3 separate regions of the Gossypium hirsutum genome follow, and all the other regions are linked to region 2. The links are chromatin contacts, called in public Hi-C maps. All regions are on one chromosome and are shown on one strand. The core of a region is the stretch at or near the end of the contact, and the rest is flanking DNA. Distances in the headings are between cores, read along the strand shown. Region 1 holds the start of LOC107951192. Region 2 holds the start of LOC121213541. Region 3 has its middle 37 kb from the start of LOC107951314.

Evidence for each region. A called contact is a pair of places that touch in the nucleus more often than the background predicts.
Region 1: a contact with region 2 is called in a Hi-C map of callus, with 4 times the contacts expected there. The contact joins the promoter of LOC107951192 here to the promoter of LOC121213541 in region 2. A contact is called at or near these places in 2 of 34 Hi-C or Micro-C datasets (callus and leaf).
Region 3: a contact with region 2 is called in a Hi-C map of leaf, with 3 times the contacts expected there. The contact joins the enhancer-like site here to the promoter of LOC121213541 in region 2. A contact is called at or near these places in 2 of 34 Hi-C or Micro-C datasets (both in leaf).

The regions. Positions count from the first base shown.
Region 1 is chrA02:43,371,070-43,375,759 of Gossypium_hirsutum_v2.1, reverse strand. LOC107951192 reads right to left here and starts at 2,335. Exons shown (of 2, transcript XR_005908964.1): 1 at 1,832-2,335; 2 at 1,072-1,741.
Region 2 is chrA02:43,541,114-43,545,980 of Gossypium_hirsutum_v2.1, reverse strand. It overlaps LOC121213541, which reads left to right and starts at 1,452. Exons shown (of 3, transcript XM_041086331.1): 1 at 1,452-1,914; 2 at 2,022-2,186; 3 at 2,722-4,259. The coding sequence starts at 1,795. The coding sequence ends at 2,877.
Region 3 is chrA02:43,749,989-43,754,268 of Gossypium_hirsutum_v2.1, reverse strand. No RefSeq gene overlaps it. Among protein-coding and RNA genes, the nearest start is that of LOC107951314, 37 kb to the right of the region's middle. Within about 2 kb of position 2,843, at least 5 of the 9 cell types and tissues checked have an H3K27ac peak or open chromatin away from gene starts, as enhancers often do. A contact at or near this core is called in leaf, where this site is marked.

The sequences.
Region 1 (4,690 bases), core at 1,086-3,585, 170 kb after region 2:
TTTTGTGAGACTGGTTCAGAATGATTTAGAGATCCCCTATTCTGACTTTAAAAAATCATTAAAAATTATAAAAAAATAATTTTGGGACATAATTTACATGGTTAGATTCCTTAATTAGTTTATTTTTATAAGAAACAAATGATAACATCATTTAAAGAGATAATTAAAATTTAGTGAAGAGTGGTCAGAACTGTCAAATAGCAAAACAGGGGATAATTTAATGAATAAACTGTACTAATTGGCTAAACCAAAAATTATAAAAATTTTATGGTAAGAATAAATGTGAGTCTAATTTCAGGTAAAATTAACGGATCTTAATTTGGAGTTCTGTAGCTCAAGATATAGATAATTTAGTGACTATGACTCAAATGGACAGCTTTGAATATACATATAAGTAAATAGTGAAATTATAGATAATGTTACTTATAAGCATATTATATAAATTAAGGATGTGGAATGGAGAGGAGGAGGAGAAAAATATGTATGAATATTCAACTAGCATAACTAATTTGCATGTTTTAGGCTCAGGGACTAAATTAAATAAAAGTAAAACTTTATGAATAATTTTGTAAAAATGTTAGAAATGATCAATTTGCATGAAGCGGATTATTTTATTATTTAAAATTACAAAATTGAATAAAATTATTAATTTAGTTCAAGATCGGGAAAAAACATGTTTTAAGGATTAAATTGAAAAGTGTTGAAATTATGAAAAATTCTGATAATTTATAAAATATATGGGTTGTTATCAATTTGTATGAGAATAACGACTGGAAATAAAGATTAAATTGTAATAATTTTATTTTTAAATGCATGAAATATCGATATAATGATTTACCTTATTTATGTTTTTGAAGAAATGACTAAAGAATGATATTTATCATGATATGTCAATATGTGATTATTTTTGATATGTTGATACAAGGAAATTAAGTATATTGAGACAAGTAATAAATTCAAGTAAAACATGTCGAGAAAAATAAGTATGTTTAAGGCACAATATGATTGATTTTAATTTGTTCAAATATGAACGTTAGATGAAATAAAATATCTAATAAATAAATCGGTAACTCCGGTAATGCTCCGTAACTTTATTCCGGTGACGAATTCGGGTTAGGGGCGTTACAGATGAAGTTGATTGTCATCTTTGTAAGGAAGCTCCAGAAGATACTAATCATCTTCTGTGGTCCTATGGTATACTACAGAGTGTCTGGGCGTCCCTTCAAATCAGAATTGCTCCAATCGATAGCACTTTAAACTGCAAAAATCATTTTGTTAATACTTTCTTTGTAGCAGATGAACAGAATAAACAACTTATTGCAATTTTCCTATGGGCTCTATGGTACAGAAGAAATAAGTTGATTCATGAAGGTGTTAAATTTTCTTTGCAGGATCTGTTAGGTTTCATTCGAGGCTATGGTCAAGAAATAAGTCTATGCCAAGAGCTGGGAGTTTCTTGTAGATCTCTTCCGAAAGAATTTTGGAGTCCTCCAGATTTGGGTTTTATCAAATTAAATTTTAACACAACCTTTCAAAGTGACTCTAGAACTTTTACAACAACAATTTTGGCTAGAGGTTCTAAAGGAGAAATTGTAGGAGCAGAAACTTATCTATTTGAGGACGTTGTCGACGCGTTCGTGGCTGAAGCAAGGGCATGTGAAAGGGCTTTGCTCTTTGCTTTTAGAATGGGTTTCCGGTGCTTGGTTGTGGAAAGGGATTCTCTAACGGTCATAAAAAAAAACTTAAGATAAAGGAAGAAGATAAATCGATTCTTAGATCTATTATTCATCATATTCGTAATTTGGAAAATTGCTTTGAAGAAGTTAGTTACCTTTTTGTTCCCCGACTGGTCAATAGAGCGGCCCATACTTTGGCAATCGAAGGAAGGAGAAGACAAAGTTCTAGTATTTGGGTTGACGGGGTTCCGGTTTCAGTAAAGATGATAGTGGAAAATGATTGGATGGTTTGGACACAGAGACACCAAAGTTCATTGTAGATTGCTTTAATTGTGGAGAAGGTTCTCTGAATCTCCATGGCTGGACTCAAAGCTTTTGGGTTTCCTTTTACTCATCTCTAGATCGTCTTTTAACGTAGGAGGAGGAAGTTGTTTCGGCTGGTATTCTGATTGTGAACTGTCTTGGTTTTGGTTTAGGGTGGTTTTGGATCACTTGCATTTATGGTTTTGTTTTTCCAGTGTGCGGTTTTTAGTTGTTTTTGGCCGTTTGGCCTGCTGCTGTGTTGTCTTTTCATTTTGTTTTTTGCTGTAAACTTTTGCCTACCCACCTTGAGTCGTGTGCTTAATAAATATCAGTCATTTCTACTAAAAAAAACTATAAATTTTTTATTTGTCTCATATTTTTTTAATTATTAATGTTTTATATATTTTTATTATTAAAAAATAAAATGATTAAAAAATCAGAGTCAAGAGAAAAAAATTGAATATTCAAACAAAAAAATTAAAAGAATAAACTAAATATTACATAAAAAAAACTAAAGTATTTAGTTTGTAAAAATTCAAATTAAATTTTAAATATATAATGATTTATTTGGTCCTCCAACTTAAAAAAAAATCCTTTCATTTATTTATTTTTACCTTTTTAACCTTTAAACTTGAGTTTTTTTGTTAAATTACCTCTAAATGAAAAGAAATGTTAATGTTTTTTTAACCTTATTGACATGACATCCACATGTATGAAATATCAGTATTTAATTATTTTTTAAATTTAAAAATTTTAAAATTATAACAACTATTTAAAAAAATAAAAAATTAATAAAAACTATAAACAAAAATATTTTTAAAAATTAATTAAATGTTGACGGGTCATTTATGTGGTAATCTACGTATATCATGTCATCAAAGTTAATAAACATTAACTTTTTTACTCATTTTAAAATGATTTAACAAAAAATATAAGCTCAAAAGTTAAAAAAAGAAAAAATTAAATGTAGAGTTAAAGTAAAATTTTTTTATAAAGTTGGAAGGCTAAAAAAATTCAATTATAAAAGGAAAGCAACCAAAATTTAATTTCTTAAATTTGAATATAGAAAAATTTGAAAATAAAGTCAAACAAAATCATAAATTTCACCCAAAATTATAGCACAGTCCCACAGGCAAATAAAATCATTTAAGAAAATAAAAAATGTAGAATTTAAAATATTTATTGAAGTTTGTTTAGGTAATGTAAGACCACAAAAATAAATGATGTATCATGCGATAATGTGTAATTTGAAGGTTAAATTAATAAAAATATCATAGATAAGACAAAACGGTGATGAATAGTCATGTTTAATTCAAATCTATTTGGACCTCACAAATTTTAATGAAACTCAATAACACTTTAAATATATTTTCTATTTTCTATTTTTATGCATAAACTGAATTTATTAAATTAGTTAATGAATTCATTTTTAAATGCCATAATTTAAATTTAAAATAATTATTTTGATTTGCTAAGTAAATATTAGCGATGTCGCTATTCTTGTAGTAATTTAAAAAAAATTAAGTTTTAATTTAATTAATATTTTTATTATTATAATATTCAAAAGAATATTGATTGGAATGTGCTATTATTTTAATTCAAGAGTTGAGTGAAAATATTCACCTAAGAAATTTATAAAAAAATTATTTTAAAAATTAAATGTGAAACTTATGATGTCATCTATTCACATTTCATAATCTCCTCATGTCTCTCTCTCTATATATAATATTTTTAGATTTATCAAAATACAAAATGACATAAATGTTATTAAAATAATGTTTTTTATTTTATAAAATAAACGAGTTTTTGATAATTTTTTAATTGGGTTGGAATCTAATTTAAAGGTGATACTAACTTAATCATTTCAGTTAATATATATTATTTTATGCTATTATTTTTAATTTTAATAAATATTAAAGTTTTATTAATTCAATTGTCATGAGTTTAAATTTTATTATATGTAAATTTTTATTGATTTTTTTAGAAAAATAAAAAAATAAAGTATTCTCGAATAATAAAATTTATTTTAAATATAGAAAGACATCAGAGTAAATTCTCTAACTGAGTTGGTGTTCGGTTGATTTGTGACACCAATTCGATCATAAACTGAAATAATAGTGTAAATATAATTAATGGAATTAATAAAATGTACATATTAAAATTAAAATGTATAAATATTAAAATAAAACTTTAATTGAATAAAAAAATTTAAAGTTTTACTAATCTAATTATCAAACAAAAATTTAAGTTCTACTATATGTATATTTTTATATTTGTTAAATAAAAAATTAGACTAGCTTCAAGTAATAAAAGTTAATTTTATATAAAAGAATCGAATTTGATGTCGGATTGCATGGTGATACCAATTTTATGATATATTCTAAATCTAAAAGTAGATTTTTAAAAAGAAATTAGGAAAACGGTATCGAGAGAAATTTTCGCGCGAGCAGGTGAAAAAGTTGAGAAAAAAAGGTTTAATTCTTTTTTTAGTCCCTGTATTTTTGTATATTTAAATTTTAGTATTTTTACTTTTTAATTTTAGAAGTTTAGTTTTTCTATTCTTTTAATTTAATAATCAAAGTTCAATTAATGACACGACACATGATCTAATAAAACGTTGGTTGTATTGGTAAAGTCGAGACTTTGAAAATTTGAATGCTTAGATTCGAATTTCTGCCATATGTTTTGATTGGAACTGTTGTATCTTACAT
Region 2 (4,867 bases), core at 203-2,702:
TAGAATTGGTTGGTCTTGGTGTTTAAGAAAGGGTTGATGAATTGGCTTGCATTAGGGGTCATTTTGGAAGCACACGGCCTAGGACACGGGCTATCATACAGCCGTGTGCCATATACGGTCTCCCTACATAGCCGTGTGTCATTTTAATTTTAAGTGCAGGTTGATCCACACGTTCTCAAAGAGTAACACGGCCATGTGACCTTATTTCGAATATATACACGGGCAGACACACGAGCTAGAACATGGTCGTGTGTCCCATATTTCAAATTGTACACGATTAGCCACACAGCCATGTTTCTAAGCCACATGGCCTGGGCTTTATCACACAGCCGTGTGACCTCTATTTCTAAAATTTTCATATTTTTCTAAAATTTTATGTTTCATTTCAAATTAGTCCCTGATTGTTCCCAAACTATTTTAAAGGCCCCGTAGGCTTGGTTTAAGGCCCTAAAGGTATTTATGCTATCAATGAATATTGAAATTTAATGTTAATATTTTAAATTGATTATTATTCTATGTGATGTTAATTGTTCAATTGTACTGTAATACTCTATAACCTTAACTTGACATTGAGGAGTTTTTTCACGTAATATTTACGTGTTCGATATTTTCGATTCTTATTTTCTTTATTTTATTTGTTGTTTAATTGGGTTTATCCTCTATAGAAGAAGAGTTTGAGAAAAAACTGATTGATCGATTTGTGAATAGGGGCGTAGCCAGGGGGCTGGCATGGGCCCCGGCCCCCCCTGAAATGGAAAATTTCATTTTAGGCCCTTGAATTTTTTTAAAAATTTTAAATTAGTAAAAGTAAAATTGCACTTTGAGCCCCCCTAAATTTATAAAAATTTAATTTAATCATTTATAAATTATAAAAATATAAACTATAAAAAATTAAAATTTTATCCGGCCTCTCTAAAAAAATTTTCTGACTTCGCCCCTATTTGTGAAACTGAATATAAGTGAAAGCTATAATATTCAAGAGGTTGTTGATGCAAGGGGTCCTTAGGGATGGTTATGGTAATTGGTTTGGTGGCTTCCAAGCATTTCATGGAAAATATTGTATTGATTTTGTCGAGCTTTGGGGACTCTACCAAGGGCAACAAATGGCTCAGATTAAAAGGTATAGATATGTGGGTGTCGAAATTGATTATTTGACATCTGTCACCATGATCAATTATGATGTTGGTGTTATGCATCCATTGTACTGTCTTGTATCAATTGTGAGGGACTTGATGCGACGTGAATGCAGACTTGATTTGCGTTTTACTCCTCAATAAAGAAATTTTGTGGCGAACTAAGGCGAACTTGAGGATCATGGAAAAACTACTACAATTCTTTGGTCAACCCTTGCAAGGGGTCATTCATTTGTTAAAGGGGCTAATTTTTTATTTTTTTTAGAATTGTTAATATTGCATAAGTTGTGCATGTGTTACATAATGATGTAATGGACCGAGCATTTCCCAGACTAGTTGCTCCTCTCATAAAAAAATCATTTTTTAAATACCATTATTTTAAATTTAAAAGGATTAAATTGAATTACTTTTCAAACGATGGTGCGACTATAAAAGCAAAAGAAAGACATCGCGCGGACTGTTGAAGAAGTGGTCAAAGCGGCGGAGTAAATAGACAGAGATGGCAGTTCGAACATTGACAGGCAGTGGTAGTGAGGGAACCTTCCGCTCGTATAAAACTGAAACCTTGGAGGCTGCCTTCAAACTTTCAGATCATCAGTTTCTTTCTTCATTTTGTTCTTAGCTAAAGGAAATGACTTGAAGAAAACAGTGTCCGCCGCAAATGGAGGGTATAGATGGTGCTGAAGGAGAGGAGATTGAGGCCCAAAGCCAGAAACAGAAAACTCAAGCTGAGAAGCAGAGACATAATGCGAGCTGTAGATGGTCTCGACTAAAAAAGAAAGTACAGTAATTAATTAACCCATCATCGGTTTCTTTTTTCCCTTATTTTATTTATCTCTTTAATCAGTTAAATAATTAATCTTTGTTTCGTATCTTTTATAACTAAAGATGATGCATTTGGAACGAGACCAAGAGTTCTTAAAATTGCAAGCTAATCACAAAAGGACCAAAATGGAGCTGGAGTACCAAGCTAAAAAGGGAATCGAGTACCATGGAAAGCTCCAATCTTTGAAAGATGATAACCAAATACTAAGGACAGACCTTCACACCATGGTCCACACCCGTTCTTCTCTCTTTTTACACTAATATGGTTTCATTACAGTAATAAAAATTAGCTTAAACAATCATAAATTAGTTTGGATCATATGGTTGGTCTTGGATATACTATATCTAAGGATTATTTTTTATCATGGAAACCTTCAAATCTCCTAAAACTTCCTAAATTACTAGGAAGAGTAATGAATTGTGCTTTTCCCATAAGCATAATAAAACCCATTTTGCTGTTATGATAATTTTTTTTTCAGAAAGTAGAGTTGGAAAGGACGAGGCAAATCTCCGTTGCATTGATGGCCTTCTATGTACGAAAATTTGTTTAGTATTAACTGTTTCTCTGTCGCTTATAATTTTTGTTAACAATCTGTTTTTGATAAATCCATGGTGTTTTTTTATTCAGATGAATAATACATTTCTCTTCGATTGCAGAGGCATAACTTTACTTCTTTTGACCGGGCATTCTAATTACGTTGTTTATAATAATTTTCGATTATCCCATCTTCTATTGAGTGTTGAACTCAATTCTTTATTGTAGGCCATAGATAGTTTGCGTCGCAAAATTATGCGGGATGTGGTCAAGTTTCAAGAGCTTCTGGAACTGGTTTATAGAATGTTATTGGATTGGTGGGATCAGTACCGGTTCCAACAATCACCTTTCAACCTTCCATGGTTGATTTTGATCAGAAAATGAGCCACGCCTTGATTACATTGCTCAGTGTTTGTATTAATAGACTTGTAACATGTTCGCAGACCAAGACAACACCAGTATAACTGCCTTTACTGCTACTGGTCCCGCATATACTGGTAATCATGTTGGTTCCTCTGCTGCAGGTTTGCGCTCATCAGCATATATTTCGGTTCATCTCATTTACTTCTCACTCTTTTCCCCCAACAATTGGCATAGGATTTACATGTGTTTTATGGTATTAAAGTTTTTTTTTTTTTTTTTGGGTTTTGTGTAGGTGAATTTTACTCTTGATTATAAGGTCTTTTCATGTCTTTCTAAATTTACTTGTTAATTTAGGAGATTGTGAAGAACTGAGCGAATTCTTCAAATAATTTCATTAACTTAGCTTGTAATACCTCAGCTTTACAAAGACTGTAACTGAAAACTACGCTAACTTGCTAAACTAACTACTATTAACAACCTTTAACTGGAATTGTAGTTTTGATTAATTCTGCTGCTGGCTCTTCCTTGGGTGCAAATCATAACTTGGCTAAGTATGGTGTCATGAACAATCACTATAACCTTTGCCACAGAGACTTTACTGCTGGCTCCTTGGGTGCAAATCATAACTTGGTTGAGTATAGTGTCATGAACAATCACAATAACCTTTGCAACAGAGACTTTACTGCTTGTAATAAATTGAGTATTTTGCAAATATTACTTTGGTTTATCTTGTTTATTGTATTTTCTTTAATTACCCCCTCCACTGGGCAAAGAAATTACATGTCTTTCTATTTTTGGGGGTCTTTTATGTTGGTTAATTTCAGTCTCGATTACAAGTCAAGGTAATCATCATATTGGTTCATCTTGTTTTGTGATTCTTTTTTGATTCCTCCTTCCAATTGGCAACAAAATTTCATGTTTTTTTCATTGTACAAGAACCAAAAAAAAAAAAATTGCTTCTTTGTTAGTTAATTTTACCCCTAAAATTACTTTCCCTGCTTTATTTTTTTGGTTAACAATTTAGGAGTTCCGACTATTACTGGCTCCTCGCCGGGTGCAAATCCTACTTTGGTGTTTGGTTCCACAAATAATAATGAGAAAGATGGTGATCTTTTCAGCTTTGTTAAATTCCATCATCAGAATTAGTTTGGAGATGGTCTTCATAAGACTCCATAGAAGCACAACATTAATCCATCTTAGGTCTCATCTACGTGTTGTCTGAGATTATCCGGCCATGTTTCCTTCTATTGCTAGTTGCTGCGCTTTTATGTTGATGGTGTATTTTGATTGATCTCAAGTTTGTTTATGTTGCAAGAGAGGCTTGATTACTCAATTACCAATTTATCAAATGTACTATCAAGTAATCTTCGTCTTGATGACTGAGTCGACATTGACTTGCATGATCATCGATTTTCATTGCATCAGAACATATTTTGTTCAGGTCAAACTCGATTTGATTTGAGTTTGCATGGTATAGGGGTTAAAAGGAATAGGAAATCGGAAAAAGAATGTGACCTAGTCTCATTCTCATTCTTGTTAGGCCTTTGGACAATTTACAGGGCGAAGTCAGAACATATTTTTAGGGGGCCAAATAAAAATTTAATTTTTTATAGTCTATATTTTTATAATTTTTAAAGGATTAAATTGAACTTTTATAATTTTAGGGGGGTTAAAGTATAATTTTACCTTTACTAATTTAAAATTTAAAAAAAAATTCAAGTACCTAAATATAAATTTTTCATTTTAGGGGGGCCAGGGCCACTACCAGACTCCTCTTGTATCCGCCTTTGACCCTTTATTTCATTCAATTAAGCTACTAGTATAAATCCTTTGACCCTTTATTTCATTCAATTAAGCTACTAGTATAAATCCTAAACCTCGAGCTTTAGTTATTTTGTTATATTTGGTGAATAGGGTTTAGTTTTACTGTTAATGTTTTTCATGATTATTATTTCTAATCAAGGTAGTCAGTATTGCATTGATGGACACAGTTTTCTTACTGAAATTGGTA
Region 3 (4,280 bases), core at 1,594-4,093, 210 kb before region 2:
AATATAATAAAAAATGGTTATATTAAAAATTTAAAATGATTAAAAATAAAATAAAAAATATATTAATATATAATTCAGGCCGGGCCGAGCTGGGCCCAGGCCAAAAAACTCTTACCCGAGGCCCGGCCCGTTTTCTAAACGGGCCTCGTTTTTTTACCCAAGCCCATTTTTCGGGCCTATATTTTTACCCAAACCCTCTCATTTTTTGGGCGGACCTTCGGGCTAGGCCGGGCCGCCCAGCCCATGATCAGCTCTAGGCATTGCCTTCATTGCAAGATCCATTGAACTAGTAGATCGCGATAGATGTTATGTAACCTCTGGTAGGGCAAGTATAATGCAAACAAGATTGGCAAAGCGTAACAAGGGAAAAAGGAATTAATGTGACAATCTCTAAACATGGACTAGGGTTTGTGGCTAGCGTGAAGGAGGTTGTTTGCATGAATGCATAGGCGTAGTGTATGTGCCAAAGTGAGTCTTACTCTGTTAAAATCTGTGCAAGTTCGGTATTCACCAGTAGGCGTTCTATATGAAGTCAGTCTGTGTGATATCTTCGCCAATGGGAAAAGTGTAAGTCTCACTGAGTTGGGAGGAGTCCCTCTGTATGTGTGACGTATAAACATTCTAATATTACCTTAGAATTCACTAAGTTTTATAAACTTACCCTAAACCCTAAAATCTTAAACCTTAAACCCTAAAACCCTAAACCCAAAGGCTGTAACACACCATTCCTTGATCCGCCTTAAGGATTGGGAATGGGGAGCTACATGTACGTCTCTAAAATTTGATTTTCGGTCTGATTATATAAACATAAAAAAATTATAAAATTAATAATTTTAACAACTTAATAATGAACTTAATTAAAATTTAATAATTTAATAATATTTTCTTACCATTTGTAATTGGACGCCGAAAATGTGTTTGTCTTCCAAATGAATAAGTGGAATTGCCATTATAAAAATCTAATAAATTACGAAATATAAAATTAGAACAACAATAATTTGAAAGAAAGTGAATAAAAAATTGAGAACTAAATAGTTGTGAGAATTGAGAGAATATGATTTAAATGCAAAAGAAATAAAATGACTTAGGTTTATATAGCAAATAAACTAACCGTTTTTACTCGTTTGAAAAAATTTTGCCATTGGATATTTTATTGTTGGGAAAAGATACTGTTGGACGAAAAGGCGTCTAGCAGGACTCGTTTTTAGCTGAGGTGGTAGGAAAGTGCGCCCTATATGTGTATGTTGTTTCTCTCTCCAAAATCAATCTATTTCGTTAAATATGAAAAAAAACCTAAAACCTTAAATATTTTTTAAAATTGACATTTTCTTCTAATTCAATGGACATTATGCTTTACTATTTTAATTTTATAATTTACTTTAAATTTTAAACATTATCAATTTTTCCGGTATTCATTTCATTTTGATCAAGCTAACTTGACAAGAAATTTTTGCTATGAGCGGTTAAAATTGTGATGCCTTATAGAAAAAGAATTTAGGCTTTGGAACTTGGACTATAAAAATCATTATATTAAATTTTGTTATAAAAAATATTTCATATAATTAATTTTTTAAAATTTATTTATTTTGACATTTTTAATTGAATTTTCATATATCATACTTTTTTCATTTTTTGTTTTTTTTTCAAATAATTCATATGAAGATTGTCATATATTCTTAAAAAAGATAACTTATTGTATTGAATTTACTTTATATTTAAAAATACTTTATATTTAAAAATAATTTATAAAAATTCAAGTGGATAATTTTTTGTAGTTGGTTATTTTAGTTATTTATTCATATCGGATTAGATGGTGCAATATTAATTGGATTTCGATATATTTAAATAAAAATAAAATTATTTATTTTTAATTAAGTTTCAATTAATTTAAAATAAAAAATCATAAATAAACGGAATAAATACATTAAAATGGAATTTGAATGAATAAAAGCTAAGTAACCAATAATTTCATGTGATAGCACGATACTATTTTATACCACATGCCATGAATACCAAAGGCACTATAAGAGGCCATTAGTAGAGAATAGGATAGGAAGAGTGTAATATGAATATGATTTGCCATTAGTAGAGGCCGGCGCCAACATTAACCTACTCTAAGGGACCACATTTCCTCTACCACTTAAGCTTCTTACAACTAACTCATGCAAATGTATGGGAATTAAATCTATTTATAGATTTTCATAAACACAGTAAAGAAATGTTTAATATTCCATTTTCCATTTTCCTCTAATTTTCATATTTTATTTATATAGATTATAATTTTTAAAAAAATAAAATGGAAATCTTTTGGTCCATTGTTAGTGGAGTTAGAAAATTTTACTAATAACGGCGAAATATCATTATATGTTTTAAGAGAATCTTAAAAATAAATTAAAATAGACATGTGTCATATACTAAATTCTATTTTTTGCAATGAACAGGATACTAACCCAAAAAATAAATATTATTATAAAAAAATATTTGATGTACTGCTAATGGAGTTTTTAGACTCTACAAGTAGGTTTAAGAAGTTGATAAGTATTTTATAAAGTTATAGTAAAATATTTTTAAAAAATAAATATTTAAAAAAAACACATGAAAATTTCTTAAGACTACTTGTGTTATAGAAAAATACACTACTAATATATCAAATACTAACTCATATTTATAATATATATACTTTTTACTTTAATATTTTATTTTTGTTTAAATAATTTCATCAATTATGTTATGTTTGATTGACTCATTGTCATTTCTATTGGAGACCAAATGGTGGGTCAAAAAGTAAACCCACGTGGTTGGTGGTCTGGCCATGGAAGGGCCTGGTTTCCAGCATAGCAAAGAGTACGAAGCCCACAATTGAAGCAAACTAACAAGGTACCATTTTAGACCACCAGGCCTTCTTCATCATCTTTAATTTCTCTCCTTCCATTTTAAAGCTACTGCAAACTGCAGACAAAATGAAGAAAAAAAAGAAGCTTGAACTTCCATATTTGACTGCTTGTTATACGATCATAAAAAGCTTATTTTCAATATAAATTCTTCCTCTTGAAGCAGATATTTAGATTGAAATTGAATTAACACTAATTCTACCATAGATAAACCTATGAACTACGTTTCAACATGAAATGCCATAAGGGTCACACAAGTGGCCCTTATTTTGCCAGTGCTGGCATCAATTTTCCGTACTCCATTTTGCTTCAAGGTCTCCCTGCATTAAACTGCGTGTAAAGAATTCTACCAAATTTGCGAGTTCGATTTTTTGTATACTAACGATTCCATTTCAACTTCTTTCTCTCAACATGCCTATGCCACAGTCACTCTCAATTATGGTTCTCAATTTGGATAAAAATTTATGCGAATATTTTTCATAATTAAAATAAGTATTATTATTCAAGAGCATTTTAATATTTTTATTTTAAAAAAATTAATAAAAAATGTATAAGGTGAAAGTTGAATTCATATCAATTGTATTAGTAAAACTTTTAACTTATCATTCAAATAAAACTTTATTTTGATATTTTTATATATTGTAATTTTATAATGCACACTTTATTATCTCCATCAATTTTGTATATTAAAAATATATTTAATTGAGTTGATGTCACAAGTTAACTTGATACTGACTCAAAATTGATAACAACACTATGATAAATAATTTAAATAATGTACATATTTCATTTGTTGTTATTAATTAGTTTCAAACAATACATTTCATTATTTCTTTTATATTTTTTTAAACATACATTTATATTCTAAATCTGTAGTTTCCACATGTATACACGTGTGATAAGATTTTTAGTGAAATTAAAAAAAAAATCAATTAACATTCACTGTGATAATTTTCTTAATAAAAAGTTTCTCCATTGATGAAAAATAAACCTTTCAAAATTGTCTACAAATCAACTTAATTCAAAATTTTAAGGTATTATCTAGAAAGGTACCTACTAATTGGATTTGGACATAATTACTTGTAATTGTAGAATGGTGATATATTTGAGTGACCATTGTAATTAGTGGGTCCCGCCAAATTAGGTTTAATTTAAGTACCTAATTACATTTTCCAATTCTTAGGAAGATAGTGAGAATTGGTGTAATTACACCGAAATCCAATTTTTAACAAAATGTTTTTATACAAGTTATAAAAATTATATTATAAACATGAACACGTGTGTGTTTTGGAACGGTTATGGTCAAAAAATTATTATGTTATAAATCTTAAAAAATTATATTATAAAAATATTTTGTGTATTTTATAAAGTTATAATAAAAAATATATT